Linked DNA regions of Mus musculus: region 1 is linked to region 2. A link is a contact called in public Hi-C data. All regions are on one chromosome and are shown on one strand. The core of a region is the stretch at or near the end of the contact, and the rest is flanking DNA. Distances in the headings are between cores, read along the strand shown.

What was found. A called contact is a pair of places that touch in the nucleus more often than the background predicts.
Region 1: a Hi-C map of the N1E-115 cell line shows a contact between it and region 2, with 2.3 times the contacts expected there. The contact joins two enhancer-like sites. A contact is called at or near these places in 1 of 15 datasets of contacts at CTCF or cohesin (the NIH/3T3 cell line), 4 of 484 Hi-C or Micro-C datasets (the G1E-ER4 cell line, the N1E-115 cell line, cerebral cortex and 1 more) and 1 of 115 datasets of contacts at active chromatin or transcription factors (stem cell-derived neural progenitor cells).

What each region holds. Positions count from the first base shown.
Region 1 is chr1:159,480,532-159,484,782 of GRCm38.p6, forward strand. No RefSeq gene overlaps it. Among named protein-coding and RNA genes, the nearest start is that of Tnr, 41 kb to the right of the region's middle. Within about 2 kb of position 2,525, at least 4 of the 459 cell types and tissues checked have an H3K27ac peak or open chromatin away from gene starts, as enhancers often do. A contact at or near this core is called in the N1E-115 cell line, where this site is marked.
Region 2 is chr1:159,392,121-159,396,386 of GRCm38.p6, forward strand. No RefSeq gene overlaps it. Among named protein-coding and RNA genes, the nearest start is that of Mir1843b, 54 kb to the left of the region's middle. Within about 2 kb of position 2,026, at least 114 of the 459 cell types and tissues checked have an H3K27ac peak or open chromatin away from gene starts, as enhancers often do. A contact at or near this core is called in the N1E-115 cell line, where this site is marked.

The sequences.
Region 1 (4,251 bases), core at 1,275-3,774, 89 kb after region 2:
TCTGGAACATCTTCGTCATTGTGACATGCTTAAGTTGGGAACATGAAATAGAAATGACAGTGTGTCTGACTTCAGTGTCAGCCTTGGTATCTCTAAATGGCTTCTGCTCTTCTCAAAATTAGACAGTGAGAATGCATCTTTCCTGGGACAGTAGGATCAGAGATAAACCTTACTAGAGTACTAAGTACTTGTCAATGATAAACTTTTTTTGGAAGCCCCCTTTAACATTAATTTATTCTTGCCCAGATGCTAAGCTGTTGGAGGTATGGTGGTCTGACTCCATGACAATTGTTAGATTATTCCCTTGTGCCTGGCTATCTTGAGAAGAATTCTTAATATCTGGTGGGACTGCCCTCATGGCAGCTTGGCTGATTTGGACACTCAGGGGATGTCTTCAGAAAGCCACAAGACCACTATGTTGCTTGCTTTCTAGCATAGCCCTAGTACCAGAATACAATATCCTAGCTATGATGGCTTAAAACAACTTACATGGGCCTTTGTCATAGCAAGATTTTGTGAACTCTGTTGTCCATTTTCACCCAGGTGGGATGGGGGCACTTTTCCTGATGGATCCATAGACTTGTGATTGATGTAAGTATGGTCCTTCATGTGCACGAGAAACTGCTGTGACATGTGCAAACACCCTTGCATACCTTGTTTTAGCTATATGAGGAGACTATTGCCTCATTTGATAAGCTAGCTAGGAGATAACCCTGTGCTGCTTCCTGATGTTATAATATTAGGCCCAGTGGTGGGTGGAACCTTCCTACTGATGATCTTTTCTTGCCTAGTCCTGCTTTTTATTATTAGTGGAGTGTGCTGAAACAGTAACATGAAGGAAAGACCATGGAAACAGTGGTAGAGTATAGCAGCCACTGCCTTAATGGCAATAACAGTAGCATATGTGAGTAGATGTAACAAGAAGAAATTAATAGTGAAGACAGGCTACCTGAAGAGCCACAGATAGTGACAGGAGACTAAATGGCAAGAAGCAAATGTGGCAGAGTGTCAAGGTTGGAAAAAGAAGGCTGAGAAGAGCCTGAGATGAGACCCACCCCCCATCCCCATCCCTGGAAGAGTTCTAAAGAACAACTAAGTTGACAGAATAAATGTCCCAGAGTTTAAAACTATAACACTAACCAATGTCAAAGCCTAGACTCCCAAACTGTATGTTTTATTAGTATCTGTAATACCAAAAGTCTCCTGCTCCAGGACTTAGACCTTTGGCTCTAGGTTAGATGTATTAATTAGGGCTTTAACCATAAGTCACTCTAGAACAAGAAGCAGCAGACAGTGCCTGCTCATGTTGAAGCTTACAGAGCATGTAGCTATAAGCTTTTGGCTACCCTAATAGTCTCCAGGCTCTGGCACTCAAGGACCAGGACTAACTCTCCTACTGGTGTAGACGAGATGCTTCTCATTTGCTCTTTAAATCCATCCAGGTAGAGTCAAAAGTCAGCTAATGATAAGAGAATCCCCTTGGTCATGACAAGCACAGGCTAGCTTGCTGGAAGATGGTAGCCAACATAGAGGGGGGCTGAGGTGTAGTAGCAGAGACCAGTAGAGGCCACCCCAAGGTCCCAATTCAGTAACTGGCCACAGATGCATAAACAAATCTACATGACCTCAGTCAAGCCTGGTCTAGAAAGAACTGCCCAATCTGCATAGAAACTCAGAATCGAAATGAAAGGTAGTTTTCATGGCTTATTTCATTTATTAATTGACTAGGTCATACAACACCTAGGTGTTTGCTATACATATATGAATGCCTCTGTGAAGGTATTTTTCAGATATAATTAACTTTTAAAGTGGTAGACTAAAGCAACTTGCCCCTTGTAATGTGGGTAAGCCTCATTCAGTCAGATGAATACTTTAAGGAAAAAGATCCCCTCACCATTTCCAGGAGTTCTAGCTATGAGTCTCTGATAATTTTGGAGCCTCTTTTTGTACAATTTCATGAACAAATTCCTGACAACACCCCTCCTCTCCCTTACTCCTTTCTACCCCTTTTATTGGTTTTACTTCTCCAGAGAACTTGATTAACACAGTAGTGCCTTAATCTAATGAACTGTGGGTGATTTGTCATGCAGCAGTAGTTACCTGATAGACATTTTCCTTTCCTGGGGCTACTCTGTGCCCAGCTATGTCCCTTCCCATCTCTGCAGGGACCTGGACCCCTCACTTCTTGATTTGCCGAAAGCCTTACCCCTCCCCCCAGCTGCCTCTTTGGCTCATGCCTTTAGGGGAGAGACTCTCACCCTATCACAACTTCTATAGTCCTGCATTTTTTATCTTTATTGTTGATTTCGATGAGGTGATGGGGGATGCTCCCTTCGGGTTTTTAACCCTGACTTCTAACAGTTTGAGTGCTTTTCTGCAGACATCTTCAAAGAGGTTTTCGGGGACCATGGACCAGTCTGCTCTCTCAGAGGATCCACAAGGTCTCTTGAGTGAGGCTTAACAGACAGCCTATGACCTCTGCTCTCTGCCCTGTTCTCTAGCCACACCTTATTCTCTGACTACGTGGGTCCTCTCATTTGTGTAAATACAGGCTTCTTCAATTTCCTATCACATGCTTGAATTTACTTTAGGTGCATGACTCATAAACTCAATCTAAAATCCTGGCTGCAAATCCCATCCCATAATTTTAATGGTCTAATTAGACACTTCATTTGGCTGTTACCTCAGACCCAGCACTCAGCAGACCAGCCTATCTCCTTAAAACTGTATTTACCTTCATTATTTCTATCTCTGATGTTTCCTCCATTAGCCCAGCCTTTATTCTTTGGTTTCTTTTCTGGGCTTTATAAATGCCTTTTATGAAATCTCACTGGATTTATCTCTTCCACCATCAGTACAGTCATCTTGGTCATTTGGGGATTTATGATTCTTGCCAAAGGACCACAGAAGCCAGTCAGCACCTCCCTCTGCTCCAAATTCATTCATTGCTTACTCCTTCTGACTCCTGGCTAGGGTCTCTTTTTTTTTTTCCCAACCAGTACCCTATACTTTCCATAACTACTCCTTTTTCTATCTCATTGTCCAGGTCCCCATTTTGGAGAGCTAATGGGAAACCCTCCACTAGAGATGCCCAGGAAGATGTAATCTGGTTCACCTCCCCCTTTATGAGTCAAGTTCATTAGGTAAGCTCTGGAAGCTGGACCCCACTGTGCAGCCTCGGTTGTGAGTCTCTGATCTTAGAGACTCCTTAGAGACCTCTTCCTGATCTTTCTGTCTTAAGGAGTCTCCTCCCATCCCTTCCTCCATTCTCCCCTTACATGGGTCCCCCTTTATCTAGGATCTTGTCTAACTTCTGATTTTCCATCCTGATGTTTGAATAACACCCCAGCGTATAACATTTGGATTAGATTTCATCCAGCCGCCAGTGAGCACCCCATGGAATTGCAATGCTTACATCAAGATCCTCCTCAGATCCGGGGATGCACAGGTTCTCATCATTGCCTAGCCTCTGAAACCCTACTTCTACAGAATGAGCACATTTTATGGATTGTCACACAGTCCCTTGGCATCAGATGTTTCTCTTCCGCCCTATATTGACCCTGAAGGAAACTTGTCTATTTTTGTTGATTTATGGTCATGGAGTATATATATTTGTATCAGTGTGGGACAGGGATGGAAGTGAAGATGGTTATTTACGTTGCAACAATCTTGCCACTTTAAAATCAACAGCTAATATTTCTGTTCTGCAATGCCCTTGGCTGTTGCCTTGAGACTTTTTATTTTTGTGAGCTTCTTTGATTGTGTGGCAGCCATCCTCACCCCTCACTCTGGACTAGTACCCAGGCTCTGACTTCTTCTTTCTCTGTTTATACAGAGCCAGGCAGAGAGTGGTAGAGAAGGATGCCCAGGGCACCCATGGTTTATCCACCTCCACCAGAAACTCAGCAGGCCTGCTTCTGCTTAGTGAACACTCTTTTCAGAAAATTGCAGGGCAAATCCCTTCCATGCTCCCCTTGGTTAACCATTCTTTCCTACGTCTGGGGTAAATGCCTCTTCTTCTAGTCTCTTTCTTTCTGTTTTCCTTTCTGATCATTGAAGCCCCACTGACTCAGTGGCACTAAGCATTGTCTGCTCTGTGTATGTGGCCATTAATTGGAGTAATTTTCTCAAAGTTCAAAGTGTCTGTATCTACTTGAGAAATTGGCCTTATGAGCCTATTCAGTACTCAGAGCTGTCACTCTACTGAGGTCAACTTGCTAGGAGAGAGGAGCCCTAGGCACAGCACACCTG
Region 2 (4,266 bases), core at 776-3,275:
AACTCCCCATATTAGTTTTTGAGATAGGGTCTCTCGCTGAACCTGGAATTCATCACATCAGTTTGACTGACTGGCCAGCAAGCCCCAAGATCCTCCTACCTCTGCATCTCCAGAACTGGGATGACAGGTGTGTCCCTACTACATCAGGCTGGGATGACAGGTGTGCCCCTCCACATCAGGCTGGGATGACAGGTGTGCCCCACCACATCAGGCTGGGATGACAGGTGTGCCCCTGCACATCACATTTTTATATGGGTGGTAGTGATTGAATCTCAGACTTGTATGGCAAGCACTTTACTAACTGAACTATCTCCCCAGCCCAATAGCCTCCACCTTTATGGATCTGGGTTACCAGGAGCCTGCCCTAGGCAGGAGCTGTTCGAGTACAATTCCACATCACACATTCCCACATAAGGAAACTAAGGCTCAGGAAGGTTAGGAAAATTAAGGAAGACCACACAATTTCAACACCCAGTAAGGAGGAAGGCTGAGATTGCAGTGGTAGCCTCTGCTTATGACACTGTCCTACATTTCAGGCAACGGGACCTGGCTCAGGGGTGTTGGAGCTCTTGTGAAAAACGAACCCCAACATAACAGAACATGCTGAATTTTCATTTCTTATTCCAGCTCAGCAGCATGCCCTTCCACTCGAGGGATAGATGAGAGATCTGCCTCTTACCTACTGTGTAGCGTGAGCAGCTGATGCACAAAGGAGGCTAGTAGGTCAGAGGAGGCCGGAGGATGCGAGCCAGCATCCCACAGAGCCAGAGAGCAGGTGGGAGGCCAGGTGCGATGGGTCATCATGGGGAGATCCCCGTGGCAAGCAGGTCTGCAGTCCTCGCTCCAAGGGGCTCTTGACACTACAGTGAAAGCTTGCCTCTATGCTGTGGTCTCAGACAACCTTTCAGGAGTACCTCTCTGACCCCTGACCCTCAGCTGAACAGCCCTCTCTGCCTGGCCGGGCCATTCAGTCTCCTCCTGGTCTCTCCTTACAATTCCGGCCTGCAGCAATCATGCATTCCACTGAAATTACAATTTCAATGATTCATTTGGCAATTAATCATCTCCTGCCTTGCAACATCCCTTCTATTCCATGTTGAGCTGTTATTTAGAAGTGCAATTGTTCAACTTTCCACAGCAGCATATGCTGCCTCGCTAAGCTAGCTGGGGGTGGGGTGGGGTTAAGGGGTTGTTGTCTCTCTGCTGCAGTCAATCAGGCTGGAGGAGCTGTGTGAGACTCACACTGGAGGGGCCAGGAAGTGGGCAGGGGCACTAACTCAGCAGGCAGGGAGAGCAGGATGCAGGAGCCTGGAGCCTGCCACAGCTATTGAGGCAGCTAGGCAGCCCCTCCCACGCATGCACACTGCCTTCTTCTTCTTCTTCCAGATTCCCTAGTTATAAAACATTTCTGGATAGAAACCGTCTTAGGAATTTTCCATGCAGCTGCACTGTCTCCTTGCCTAGATTTCATTTCCTGTGGGCATGGACCATTCATTTTACTTTCCCTAAGTTGCTTAATAGGATACAGGCATCTCTGAAGTTACACGGGCAGGCCTTGGCTCTGTACTTATGAACTGTAAACTTGGACAAATAATTCCACTGCTTTCAGTTTCATTTACATCCCTCTAACATGGGGAAGGGGTGTCTATCTTATGGTGTTGTTAGAAGGGTCTTGAAGCCAGCATGTCAAATAGCTCCCAACTATTTGTATTTGCTCTCACAGAATTATTATTATTATTATTATTAATTATTTTCTATTTGTAGATGGGATTTAGGAGAGAGGAGCAGGGAGGATAGGAGGGAGATATTTTGGAGGACAAAGGGACAGCCAAGTAAGGGACTGAGTTTCATGCCTGTGGGCTGTCCAAGCATGGCTGAGGGGATGTCTAAAAGGAGGGTTAGGGAGAGGAAGTCTGAGCAGGGAGTGGCACCAAATGGCTTGCAGAAAACTCCAGGCCTGAGATGTCCCTGGCTTCTCTGTGCTTAATATCAGAGTGTTTGCTTGAGATGAACTTGACCTTCAAGGTCAGGGATAGACCCGAGGAAGGCCACACAAGTCAGCAGAAAGAACACTGAAGGCAGAATGGCTAGGGAGTGCTTTCTCCAACTGCATTCTGTTCTGGATCCCAGACACCTCCTTAAAGCCAAGGACAAGAGGGGGCCAATTTCACAAGTTGAGCCCAGGAAGGATTTTCAGTGTTTTAATATAATAAAGGTGGGTATGTCCAAGCAAGAAGATGGTCTTTTCTGGCCTGAGACCTAGGTAGGCTGAGACCCACTTTCCCACTCCTCCAGTGTCACTCTCAGGGGCTGCATATGTCTGTTCTAGTCTCCCTACATGCAGCAATCTGGCCACATAAGCACCCAGAGACTGATGTCACACATCAGACTCACCGGGAGCAGAGCAGGTCTCTGGAAGAGAAAGGGGAGTGATGAGGGTGGTACAGAAATGCAGCTCATCTTGTACAGAGATTGCTCAGCACATGAAACCTGGGGTTTGCTTTCAAGCACCACATAAAGAAGTTATGGCAACAGAGACCTGTAGTCCCAGCACTTGGGAGGTTGAGACAGCAGGATCGGAAGTTCAAAATCAACCTTGGCTATAAAGTGAGTTTGAAGTCATCCTGGGTTACAGGATAGCCTGACTTAAAAGAAAAAGGGCAAAGAGAGACTTAGGGAGAGAAAAAGTAGATGGGAGCTGTCTCGTCTTTTGATTGAGGACATGGGCAAGAAGTATGCTCAAGAATATAGACCTAGGAGCTGAAGAGATGGCTTTGAAGGTAAGGGCATTTGTGAACAATCCTGAGTTCAGTTCCCAGAGCCCAAATGGTAGAAGGAAAAAACCCACTCTCACAAGTTTGGCTGTGACCTCCATACATATCCTAACCCCTCCCCCCACCCCCAAGGGAAAAAGAAGAGTCCAGGACCTGGGGCTCTGAAGAAGAACCAAGCAGGCTAGGTGAGCTTTGCCTCTTTTGTGCCTCTTTTGCTTCCAGTAGGGTACAATTACCCCACCCCACCCCCAACACACACAAACATTGTGGCAACTGAGCACTGTGTGGATTTCTCACTGAGTGCTGTTGTAAGTACAACACGCACACAGGATCCAGATGACCCAGCACAAACAAAAGGGACAGAGTGTCTCCTTAGTAATTTTCTTTTGTTCTAACTATAAGTTTAAGATGAATTTAGGATATGTTAGATTAAACAAAACATATTATTAAACTTACTATGAGCTGTTATAATTTTTTCCTATATACTACAAACTTTAGGGTAAGATGCAGCATGGTCTACGTTACATTTTCATTGAGCAGTGTTATTGTTCATTCCAGGCAGACGGCTGGCTGATGGGAAAGTGTCCCCCATATTGACTTCCTGAGGAATGAAAGGACCACACAACATGGGTTCCACTTACAGAGAGAGCACATTGTATAGCTTATTCAATCCCCTTGCCCCTGATGCATCTTCCGCATCCCATAATGTTTAGGACTTTTAACCCCCATCTCCGAGTTTTAAACAATATCCAGAATGTAGGAAGCTTTTGGAAAATGTTTGCTGAATGGATGGATAGATGAACAAGGCAAATTGGGCTCCCCTCATCCCTCTACTCCAGTACTACTAGGGACATTTTCTCATTTTAGGGGTGCGAGGTGAAGAGTGTCTATCCTCATAAGAGGGCTTCTGTGCTTGCGTGCATGTGGTGTGTGGGGAGCGGGGCGGGGAGGAGGGAGGAAGGCGCATGCGCATAGGTGCGGTGTGGGTGCCTGAAAGCAGAAAGAGGTTCTGGCTTCGGTCTTCTCATGAGATGACTATCAATGGCTCTTAGGGGCTCTACTGAGGCTCAGGACACCTCCAAGGTCTGTGAGCAGAGAGTCACTGGGGCGAAACCACATACGAGTCTGCATTTTGAGGTAACCCCAAAATATCCATTTCTCCCAGTTTCTTGGAGAACAAGGAAATGAGCTTGAAGGGCATGGAGTGGAAGGGCGTGGGCAGCTGGCTATCAGGGAGAAGCAGGAGACTGACCCTGACTCTCTCCGACTTTCCTCAAAGCTCACTGTTCTTGTCTCGTGTTTCAGAAAGGGCAGTCAGAGCCCAGGGCAGAATTAATTTGTCTAAACGTATGGAGCAGGATTCAGTCCAAATCTCTAGCTCCTGGATTTTCTCCTGAATCTGAACTGGAAGGTCATCAACGCACCTGGATTCATCTAGTCTCTTCTCTTCTGTTGATTTGCTGTGTGTCCTTAGGCAAATCGCCTCATACCT